4 separate regions of the Mus musculus genome follow, and all the other regions are linked to region 2. Evidence: chromatin contacts called from public promoter capture Hi-C data. All regions are on one chromosome and are shown on one strand. The core of a region is the stretch at or near the end of the contact, and the rest is flanking DNA. Distances in the headings are between cores, read along the strand shown. Region 1 holds the start of Kpna3 (karyopherin (importin) alpha 3). Region 2 holds the start of Pinx1 (PIN2/TERF1 interacting, telomerase inhibitor 1). Region 3 holds the start of Spryd7 (SPRY domain containing 7). Region 4 holds the start of Tnfrsf19 (tumor necrosis factor receptor superfamily, member 19).

The links. Promoter capture Hi-C pulls out the DNA fragments that hold promoters and counts their contacts.
Region 1: a contact with region 2 is called in a promoter capture Hi-C map of liver, with 3 times the contacts expected there. The contact joins the promoter of Kpna3 here to the promoter of Pinx1 in region 2. A contact is called at or near these places in 2 of 39 promoter capture datasets (liver and pre-B cells) and 1 of 115 datasets of contacts at active chromatin or transcription factors (astrocytes).
Region 3: a contact with region 2 is called in a promoter capture Hi-C map of liver, with 3 times the contacts expected there. The contact joins the promoter of Spryd7 here to the promoter of Pinx1 in region 2.
Region 4: a contact with region 2 is called in a promoter capture Hi-C map of pre-B cells, with 3 times the contacts expected there. The contact joins the promoter of Tnfrsf19 here to the promoter of Pinx1 in region 2.

What each region holds. Positions count from the first base shown.
Region 1 is chr14:61,438,676-61,441,375 of GRCm38.p6, reverse strand. Kpna3 (karyopherin (importin) alpha 3) reads left to right here and starts at 1,429. Exons shown (of 17, transcript NM_008466.5): 1 at 1,429-1,653. The coding sequence starts at 1,585.
Region 2 is chr14:63,858,921-63,861,620 of GRCm38.p6, reverse strand. It overlaps Pinx1 (PIN2/TERF1 interacting, telomerase inhibitor 1), which reads right to left and starts at 1,309. Exons shown (of 7, transcript NM_028228.3): 1 at 1,174-1,309. The coding sequence starts at 1,192.
Region 3 is chr14:61,555,446-61,558,145 of GRCm38.p6, reverse strand. Spryd7 (SPRY domain containing 7) reads left to right here and starts at 1,260. Exons shown (of 5, transcript NM_025697.4): 1 at 1,260-1,625. The coding sequence starts at 1,520.
Region 4 is chr14:61,045,588-61,048,287 of GRCm38.p6, reverse strand. Tnfrsf19 (tumor necrosis factor receptor superfamily, member 19) reads left to right here and starts at 1,433. Exons shown (of 10, transcript NM_013869.5): 1 at 1,433-2,173. All of the region lies in intron 2 of Gm41167 (a long non-coding RNA gene), which reads right to left.

The DNA.
Region 1 (2,700 bases), core at 180-2,679, 2.4 Mb after region 2:
AGGTTCCTCTTCTTCTGAAGATTGTCTTAACTGAGTTCTTTATGGTATATTTCTACCAAACTCTGACCTGGCTTATTTTGATCGTATGTAGCATAACACTTCACATAAGCTTATATTGGCAGAAGATTCTTGTGGTGGTTTGAATAGGAATGGCCTCCTAGCCTCATGTGTTTGATTGCTTGGCCCATAGGGAGTGGCAGTATTAGGAGGAAATATGACACTATGGGGTGGGCATTGGGTCTCCTATGCTCAAGCTAGGTCCCTCCTGGGGCACAGTCCCTTTCTGCTGCCTGCGGACCAAGATGTAGAACTCGCAGCTCCTTCTCTAGCACTGTCTGCCTGCATACCTCCAAGCTTCCTGCCATGATGATAATAGACTGAACCTCTGAACTGTAAACCAGCTCCAATGAAATGTTTTCCTTTATAAGAGTTGCCATGATCATGGTGTCTCTTTACAGCAATAGAAACCCTAATTAAGACAATTCTGAAATGTAATAGTCTCAGATAATAATCAAATAAAGTCCACCTGCTGTAAAAACAAAAGCAAAACAAAAAACAAAACAACCAACCAACCCAAATCAACCAAAACCTGTTATTGTTCCAATGAGAAGCTAAAGGGAGATGGCAGTCTGGAGTCTGCAGCCCTAGGGTCTGATTAACTGCCTGAAGGTTACATTGTGTGTTAAGGTGGACTAAGGCATGGGGTCATAGAAAGGTAGGGCTGCCAAAGTGAAGGCTGCACAAGGATGCTTGGAGAAATCAGGGGATACTAGAACACATTTTCTTTTTTAATGAGAATTTACTAGTTACTGTTTTGATCTGACAGATTTTTGAGACCAACAATGTCTCTGTTCTCATTGAGTTTAATAGAGGTGCAAGAAGCAAGCATAAACACACACATCACACTCACATGTATTTGTGGAGTGGAAACAAGCGTGCTATTTATAAAACCGAAGCAGAGCAAAAGAACAGGGTTTGAGGGTGGCTGCTATTTGAGGAGACCCTAAAGAAGCCAAAAGCGCAAAGCACGCGTGGCCGTTCTTTTTCTAATTTTCCAAGCTGTAGGGAGCAAGGTGCGCCCCCGAAGCTCCGCCTCTCTCTCCCGATAGGCCGCAAGGTGCCATCTCCAGAGTTTCCCCGCCCACCACCCCGCCCAGAGGTGGGGCTTCGAGCCCGCGCTCAGAGAGCGCCGAGCCGAAAGCGCGCGCACAGCCCTCCCGGCATGCTTCTCGTCCTCTCACGGCGTGGCTCAGACCCGCGCCTGGCATGCTGGGAACTGTAGTTTCCGCCCTCCGCCCCGCTTCAGCGGTGGCGGTAAAAGCGACTAGGTCGGGCTCCATTTCTAGCACATGACTAGCGGCTGTGGGGAGGCCCTACGAAGGGGTGAGGGCAGGGTCACCGCGACAGCCGGCAGGCCAGCGCCCTGGCCTTCTCCGGCGCGCGCCTCTCCTCAGCGCCGCCCCCGCGCCGCGGCCACCTCGCGCTCCAGGCGTCACGGAGCGCGCGCTCCTCCCCCTTCGTCCCCTCCCGCTCGACTCGCCGCCGCCGCCGCAGGAGCAGACGCCTCCGGAGCCGCGCGCAGCCATGGCCGAGAACCCCGGCTTGGAGAACCACCGCATCAAGAGCTTCAAGAACAAGGGCCGCGATGTGGAGGCGAGTGTGCTCCGGGGCCGGCCGGGCCGGGCGGCTGGGAGGGGAGGGGCGGGGGCCGCGGCCGCTGGCTCTCGCCGGCTGGCGGTCAGTCGGAGTTGGCCGCCGCCTCGGGGCGCCGCGGCCCGGGCAGCAGCCGCCCTCTGAGCGACTAGCGCGGCACCTGGGACCACTGAGCGCTCGGCCCCGCTGCGCGGGCGCGGCCTGGCGTCGGAGGGGAAGGGATGTGGAGCCGAGGCGGGGTCCGCGGGCCGCGCGGGAGGACGGACCGGGATGCTGCCGGCCCGCGTGCCACCCGCACCGCCGGGGCCGGGCCGCGCCGCCGCTCGTGTCCGCAGCCGGTGCAGCCTCCCGCGCTGCCGCACATGGAGCCTCGGTCCCCGCGCTTACCTTGTGCGAGCCGGGCCCAGGCGGGCGGTGGCAGCCCTCAGAGGGGGGTGGGGACCAGCCGGGTAACTGACTTGTTTGAGGGTGGTGGATGGGGGAGGGTAGGATGCGCCAAGACCATTTTCTTATATTCCAGTGCGGTCCTTTGGACCAGTCTTCCCGAGCTGTTGCAGCTCATACCCCTGTGACTGCTGGCATTTAGAGCGAGCTAAAGGTGGACAATAGTTTACCATCTATTGTGTTGAAGCTTTGGGAAGGAGGTTGTGCAGACCTCTGATCTTGGGTTTTTTTTTTTGTTTGTTTGTTGTGTTTTGTTTTTTGTTTTTTTAAAGCTCGTCTTGGAGTCGAAGTGTGAATAATAGGAAAATAATTTCTTTCACCTGTTTTGCAGAAATAAATTGGATACATAAGATTCCTACGTCCTTGTATATACCACATGCCACCAAGCTAGTAGATTTTCCAAGTGGTTGCAAAACTGTAAACATTCATTGTGGTCACTCAGTTTGCTGCTACTCAGCATGTTGCCATTGTCTCATTAAGGTGACATTAGCAGCTACTATTTGCAAACTCTGCTTATTGAGGTAGCGCTAGAGGTCTCACTGCTCCTACTAAAACCAATGAAGTGTAATAGCACAAACTTCACTGGGACCCAACCTCTGGATT
Region 2 (2,700 bases), core at 60-2,559:
CATGTGTGGAGAATGCCTGCCAAGGGTTGCTGACCAAGGTTTGTAAGGAGCCCGCCTCTCCCCTAAGAAAGGCATCCCTGTCACATACTGACCCAAGATGCACTGCCCTGCTGCATAAAGAACTGGCTGTCAGGTCACTTGTTCATCCTGTATACCACTGACATTCCAAACTAGATTCATCCAGTTACCTCACTAAAATCTTTAAAGCCTGGGTGAGGCAGAGACTAGTTCATTTTCATGGAAGTAGAGACCAGGTGAACTGCCAGGAAGAGGGATCTACCTAGAAAGAGCAGTTTCCAGTCTATAACCTATTGAGCTGCCTTCAGGAAAAGCAGTGTGCTCCACTAAAACATGCTTTGTTCTAAAACGCCACAGTGACTTTTTTTGTTTGTTTGTTTTGTTTTTTCGAGACAGGGTTTCTCTGTGTAGCCCTGGCTATCCTGGAACTCACTCTGTAGACCAGACTGGCCTCGAACTCAGAAATTCGCCTGCCTCTGCCTCCCGAGGGCTGGGGTTAAAGGAGTTCGCCACCACTGCCCGATAGACACGATGGCATCTTTTAAAAAAGAAAATAATATGTTTATGTTCTTTGATAGCTACACAACTTCCAGGAAAAGTTAAAAGCCAGTTCTTTGTGAGCATCACACGACTGCCAACTGGTGGCAAGAATCCATAGCTACACGTAGTCTCATTCAGGAACAAAGTAGCTTCTGGGGAGGGAATTAGTGGACTTCAGAGGCTAACCACAGCTACTATCTCTCAGTCTCGATTAAAACCATTCATCAGCCTGCACTCCGGTCAAGAACTTATCACTGCCTGACACTTGTAATCCTTCTGCTTTTTTCCTCTGGGTCCAATACATTTTGGACAGTTGGAATTCAGGGCCTGAAGCGATGCTATGGGACCTATCTTTGTGAAACCCCAGGACACTTGGTTCGAGCCTGGAAAAGTGAAAGAATCTCCAGGAACAACAGTCTGAGACTCGGTGTCCTGAATGTCGGAATGCACGCGTGCGCGCACGACCCGAGCCTTTAGTACCAGGAACTGAGTCTGCGGGACGTTGCTGTTCTCTGTCCCTCGCGGGCCCGGCAGTCACTGCTGTCCCCACTCGGGCCTGAACACCCGCGCCCCCGTCATCCCATCACCCGGTCGTCCAGCTCGGCAGACACTCACGCTCTGCTAGCATCGACATTGTCTCAAGTTTGTCGAACGCTGCCTCTGGCCTGACGCCCAGCGGTTATGAGGAACCTGAAGCGCGGTTAAGGAAGAAGCCGGCTCGGAAAGCACGCCGGGTGGAGAGCTTCGCTGGGGCGCGTACTACTGACGTCACCACGCGCGACTCGCTACCAACTGCATGAAGCGGAGGGGCGGACCCGCCTTGGGGGACTGAGGCACAGATTCTTTCTAGGGCTGGGGCAGAGCTGGTTCGTGCGCAGTTCGCAGTTTAACTCTGAAAGCGGGTGTGCAAGCAACCTTAGAGTTGTCCGGGGTTCTGTGAACCATGGGTACATTTAAAGAGCTGGAGAGACGGCCGAAGAGGAAGGTATTGGCACTGGAAGGGACCTATGCTCTTCACACTCTACCTCTGCCCATTGTGGGATGCTGAGAGAGGAGGGAGGGAGGGAGAGAAGGCAGAAACAGCCACCTAGCTGGCAAAGTCAAATGAAACACCGTGGTTTTGTGCTTAACGGCCGGCCGAGAAATGTTAACTCTTTCGTGGTCTTCGCTGTGACAGACTTAAATCCCAGAGGCCTTTCCCAGTTCCATCGCTCTCCCTGGCATTTTTGCTCAATGCGTCCTGTCACATTCTGTTCCCTCTTTTTGCTGTCCTGTCTCCTCCAAAGGTGTGACCTCAGCTATCTCCCACGCTGTTTATTTGCCCTTTTTTCCTCTAGCCTCTCCCTTCAACGTCCCTTTCTTTGTCAAGGCTTCGACTTCCAAATAGACCTTAGCTTTTCTCAAATCTTCTTTGTTTAGCCATGCCTTCAGCACCGGCCAGTGCCCTTACCTTCCAAAGGCTCTTCTTCCCTCGTTTTGTCTTTCCTTAGGAAGGTCACATCCATTTTTCATCAGACCTAACAAGATACCATGTAGACCCCCGATGCACTCAGGGCAACTCTTCTATGATGCAGTGTGCTGGTGAAATAGGGCTGTGCTGGAGGACCTGAGAATCAGGCATGACTGTCACGTTTACCTACCTGTAAGATGAGGACATTGATAGCCCCCAGCCAAGAATGATTGTGTACTTGACCACCAATTATTAACAAGAAAGAAGAGGCAGTAAATGTGACCGTGTGGCAATGGGGCTGGGTCTGACCAAATCACCTACTTAGGATATCTGGGCTTTGCCCCAAATCCTTTCCCTTTCCCTGGGCCAGGGTTCCTGTTCTAGATAACCAAGCCCAAGCCCAGGTAAACGGTGAGCTTTAAAGAAGGAGGGCACACAGGAGCATTTCCTCACATTCAGTGAGGACACCAGCTTTGATGTATGACCCCTCACTCCTCTCTAAAAGATCTTTACAGGACAAGGCAGATTCACCAAAGAGTAGAATTCCTGGTGAGTGTCCCTGGATCACAGCATCAGCTACCTTTGAAAGTCTTTGTCCTTTGTTTGTTTGAAAACATCTTTGGGGAGCATCGTAAACTTCTATTGTCCATTAACCCCAGTTTAAGAAGAATTGGAGGAGCAAGTGTGGAGAG
Region 3 (2,700 bases), core at 11-2,510, 2.3 Mb after region 2:
CTGGGCATTGAACCCAGGACCTCTGGAAGAATAGCCAGTGCTCTTAACTGCTGAGCCATCTCTCCAGCCCTAAAAATATTTTTATAAATAGAAGAAACCAAAGTCTGAAATTTTTCCCTCATCCTATGGCTAAAAATCTCAATAAAGTATATTTACACTCAGGTGACTAAAAGGTTATGTATGGGAAACCATTACTAAAGAATTGGGAATTTTTGTTCAGTTTTCCAGGATTTGATGAAGACCCAGAAAACTTCCAGGGTGGGAATCTTATCTTGGAAGAGAGGTTTGAGCCAGATTCTGTTGGGACACCATGGGGTGTGAGGGATAACGACAGACAGATAACAAGTGACCCCCACTGGGGCCTTCCTTCGATATGGTAATAGGAAGCAGCAGACCCCCGTAAGAGCTGAGTTTCTCTTCACCCTCTCTCAGGGCATTCCCTTCACATTTCTAGGAACCATTGGTGCACCAGAAAGCTGAGTAAGACTGTCTGATCGGAAAGCAAGCCTGAAGACCTGAGTTCGATTCCCGGATCTCCAAGGTAGGGGGAAGAAAACCTATTTCTGAGAGTTGTCTTCAGACCTTGCCGTGGCACGAGAGCGCCTGAACGCACGTCCTGAGCACGAATATACAATAATGACTTTTTAAAAAGTCGTCTTTCGGCCCTGTCCCGACCCCTTCCCGTAGTCCCCTCATAAGGGTGACTGCTTGCAAGTCCTGGGTCCACGCAGCAATCAACCCAATGATAAACGCCGGTGCATGGAAAATGCGAAGAGCCTCGCCGCACACCCAAAGACCGGGTCCTCGGAGTCTGCGTGGCAGGATGCGGAGAGCCGGAGAGTTCCGACGGAAAACTCCCGGGCGTTTTATTAGCTCCATGCCCAAAGGAGGTCTGCCGATCCCTAAAAATCACTGCGGAGCCGCCCCAGGCAGCTACCAGTAGCGCGCCGACACAGCACGGAGCTACTACGGAGGCTGAGGCGGTCAGGGCTGGAGTTCCAGACCCTATAAACAGCACAGAAGGCCCTGTCAAACCAGCAACAACCACAGCCGCAGGGAATCCCGACGACTCTCAGCTCCACCATTCACCTGCCAGCCACAGGGCCTAGGGGAGGACGCCGCAGCACGCCTGCGCACGCCGCCACGCCCACCCCATGTCAGTCAGGCCACTGGCCACGCCCACTTTCAGAAACCCGGACCTTTTCCCCAACTCCGCCCTCTTCCAGGCGTCAGGCCACTGGCCCCGCCCTCTTTCAGTCAGTCAAGCCCGGGCCCCTGCTCGGCTCTCTACAGCGCCCTGCCCACCCGCCACACCCTCTTTGACTTGGGCTGGCCGCTGGCCCCGCCCACCTCCCGACACCGCCCCGCCCCTCCGGGCGGTCCTCGCTCCTTCGCCGGGGGACCTCGCCTCAGTCTCCGCTTCGCCTCCCGGCCCTGGCGTCGCTGTGCGGGCTGCGAGGCTCCCGCGACCCAGAAGCACTCGGGCGCGGGCGGAGCGGTGGGGCTGTGTAGCTACGCCATGGCCGCGTCGGCGTGGTGCTGCCTGCGCTGCTGCAGGGACGGCGGGACTGGCCACATTCCTCTCAAGGAGATGCCGGCCGTACAGTTGGACACGCAGCACATGGGTAAGGGCCTCCCGACTGGACCCAACCGCCCACCGAGGGCCGAGGGAAATGGGGCGGGGACCACGTGACCACGCAGCCCCCTGTGGCCTCTCTGGCCTCGGTCATCGGGCATGGGCTGTGCCAGCCTCCCAGGGCTGAATCTCTCAGAGAGGAGTCAGGTGTTCCCAGGTGAGGAAGCGGGGGCGCTCGCCCGCCCGCCCGCCATCAGTGCCCGGGTGTCGAGTGTCACCTAGTGTTTGCTGAGTCCTGTCTTCAGCACTATCAAATATAGGCTGAAGCTTGTTCTGGGGGAGTAATTTTCCCCTCACTTCCTGAAGCCCAAACAGGGCCGGTTGCAGAAGCCTGGAGTAGAGCCTCAGGTCGTAACAAGCCACTTCCACTAAAATCTCCATTGCTGGACACCTTAGTCACTGTTGGGAACGCTGTAATTTTATCTGACTCTCGCCATCGGGCCAAGCGATTGCAAAATAGAACAGTGCTCCTTCTCATCCATTTTTTTCCAGTTCCCAATGGCTTTATAATTAATTTAATAATAATTTCTCATCCAACATTCCCCCCCCCCTGTAGCATCTTTTTCTACATAGGATTACTTCAGTTCTTAGACCCTTTCCAAGCTTCTGGAATATTATCCAGGCAGATTTCCCAGAATAATTATTTCAGTTAGAGTGCTGTCTTTTTGTGTATTATTACAATAAACTAATGCATTTTTTGATTTCCCCAAATACCTCATTGTCTAAAAGACTGTATTTAAGTAACACAAGCATTCTTAATATCTACAACAAAACTCTTTTCTGCCCAGATAATCTACAAGTCTGGAAACATTGCCCATTATATTTTCTATTGCAGTACTATACGCAGTCGTCGTTTACTATGGTGTACAGTGCCACCACAAATTTACAGTCTCTAGTACAGAATTTCAGTACTAAATACCTTTAAGCCCCTATCCATCACTATAGACAGTGGATGTTCAGATCTTGTACTTTCTCTCAGGAAACATTTCTATTTAATTTATTCACTCAATGAATATGACTTTTAGGTGATAAGATACTGTATTAAGGGCTGAGATAAGACTGCA
Region 4 (2,700 bases), core at 184-2,683, 2.8 Mb after region 2:
TAAACTGTAGAGACCTGTAAGCAACTTGCTCACCCAGAGATAAGAGCACCTAGCAGTTTCCATTGGCTCTGGAACAGCAAACTTGATGAAGGCTCTGGGCATGGACCCTAGACCATGGAACATCTGGGTTACCTCAGAGAAAAGTCAGCCTTCTTGGAAATAGTTTGCCCCTGATTTCATGAGTCCTTGGAGCTCAGGAGCTCTGTAGGTACAGGTGTCTTGGGATAGTATGCAAAAGCATGCCTGCTCATTTGAAGGATGTGAGGCTGGGTACATTGTTCAATTGGTGGAGTGCTTGTTTAATATGCATGAAGCCCTAAGTTCAGAAACCATAATCACATAAACTGAATGTAGCAGTGGATGTCTGTAATTCCAGCCTTTAGGAGGATCAAGAGTTCAAAGCTGTCTTTGAATAAACAGCACTTTTGAGGCCAGCTCATGACACTGGAGACCCTGTCTCGAAAAGGAAAAAGAAAACAAACAAGTACAAAGTAAGCCCCATGTGTCTCAGGGACATTTCAGAGATGGAGGGCATGAACAGGCCCTGGGGTTCAGCCTCCACCTCCCACTGGGGAAAAATACTGGAAACCAAATAGATCTATTTAAGTGTTACAATGAACTCACAAACCAAGTATTTTGCCATCAAGATTTACACAGGAATCAAAGACAGCTGGAGATAGACAGGGCATAAACTATTTTTAAATATCACACCAGGAAAAATGAGATGCAACTGATAAGAGAAGGAAGTCACAGGAAGGAAGTGGGTTCCTCTAAGGGTGCTGCAGATGATATTTTTCAGTGCCCTTCTGCAAACAGATGCAGTTCCATCATATAATGGAAATCTTTTCTCTCTCCCAGAATAAACAGCTCCATGTTCAAAAACATGCCACATTCCGACCACAGTGCTTTACCAGCCTCGTGGGTATTCTAAACAACGGACACTAAGTTCCGTTTTACAGTACAGAAAATAAGGTGGCGATTTCTCAGCTGGATCCAAACTGTGATTTGTGCTTTGCCTGGGACAGAAGCTGTGGAGTGATTGCAAGCAAATGCTTTCCTCTAAGTCACCTTTCTGTGACTTTTAGGAGTCGCTAGAGGTATCCATGATTGCAACTCAGAAGGAAGGCATCCTTTGTTGTTGTTGTTTTATTAGGACCCCAAATTTAGATTAACAAGCTTCTGACCCAGGTGTCCAGTGAGCTAGTGGCGGTATCTCTGTAAGTTGTAGTATCCACTCCTTCACTCAATGAAAGCCATACTTGACTGGCGCCACCTGTAATACTTTCACCAGGAAAAGACATTTTACTAATTCTTAAAGACTTGTCGCAGTATGTGTGTGTTGGGGTGGGGAGCCGCGCGCGTGGGGTTGGGGGTGGGGAATCAAGCTTTTTAAAACGTTTGCCTGTGACCCTGGCGGTGTAAGGCAGGTGTTCGGAGAAACGGCCTAATTAAACACTGCTGTGCCGCTCTGCTGCGTTTCGGACTACCCTGCTCTGGTAGGGACTTCGTGCTTTTTGTCACAGGCAGCGGCTTGATGCTGTCTACTGGAACCTGCAACGATCCAGGACCTTACAGGCCCGGAGCACAGAGGCCCAGAGCAGTCCTGGTGTGTCCCTCCCAGCCAAGAGACACACTGCAGGGCTGTCGCGGGCGAGGCACAGACCAACGCGACTAGAAATCAGGCTGACTGGCTTCTCCCGGCCAGCCCCACGGCACGGCATGATGTCATGGGAGCTGCCACTCAGCGAGATGAAAGGGATGCGGCGCAGCAGCGCTGGCACTAGGCAGCCCAGCTGGGGCACCGCGAGAGAGAGCTGCAGATCCAGCCGCTCAGCCCAGGCTGGGGAAGCCTGCTCTCCAGAGCTGGGGCAGAACAACGTGGCCCACGTTTAACAAAAGAACCAGACGGTAGCGAACTTTCTAGATCTGCGCGCGTAGCGAGTAAACTCAGCCTTGCCTTTGATGCGCAGCAACTGATCGGCGATCAGATTACAGGCACTCCATCTCCTAGTTCGCCTGCCTTTGATCTGCGCGGGTAATCCATTTTCCTGGATTTGAAGTTTGTCTGGGCTTGCGCCCACACACATTTTTGGGAAGGTAAAAGCGTTTGGCGCGGAAGTGCTACCAAGCTGCGGAAAGCGTGAGTCTGGAGCACAGCACTGGCGAGTAGCAGGTAGGCGTTCGTGTGTGGTTGGAACTTTCACTGCGTTTTCCTCGCATGTTCAAAGGGGGAAAAATGGCTATCAGCTCCCAGCAAGCATGCCTGAAGCCAAGTCCAGCACCAGGCTGCGTGCACGTGAAACTGAATTTGATTCTTGATGCAATTGTTTCGCGGTTTGCACAAGAGTTTGATATCTGTCATGCAAATCTTACTTGGAAGTGAGTAGTTCCAACAGGACAAAAACAGAGCCTCGCTAATGTTTGTTGCCAGCAGGGTTTCAGACGCTGGAAGCTGGGCTGGAAAACCTCCTCTTACTTTATTTAGAAACGGTGGGATTCTGTTAACACCCCCTCACTCCCACCCCACCTTCCTTTCTCTTCCCCTATCTCCCCCCACCCTACGGAGCAAAACTCCTCTCTAGCAATCCTAGCAATATTACTACTTTATTCTCCGGCCTCCGGGAGATGTGAATCTATCGCACATGTGTCCTTGCCATTCGCATTCCCAAGGGAATCTCTGCAAAGGCATTTAGGACTGAA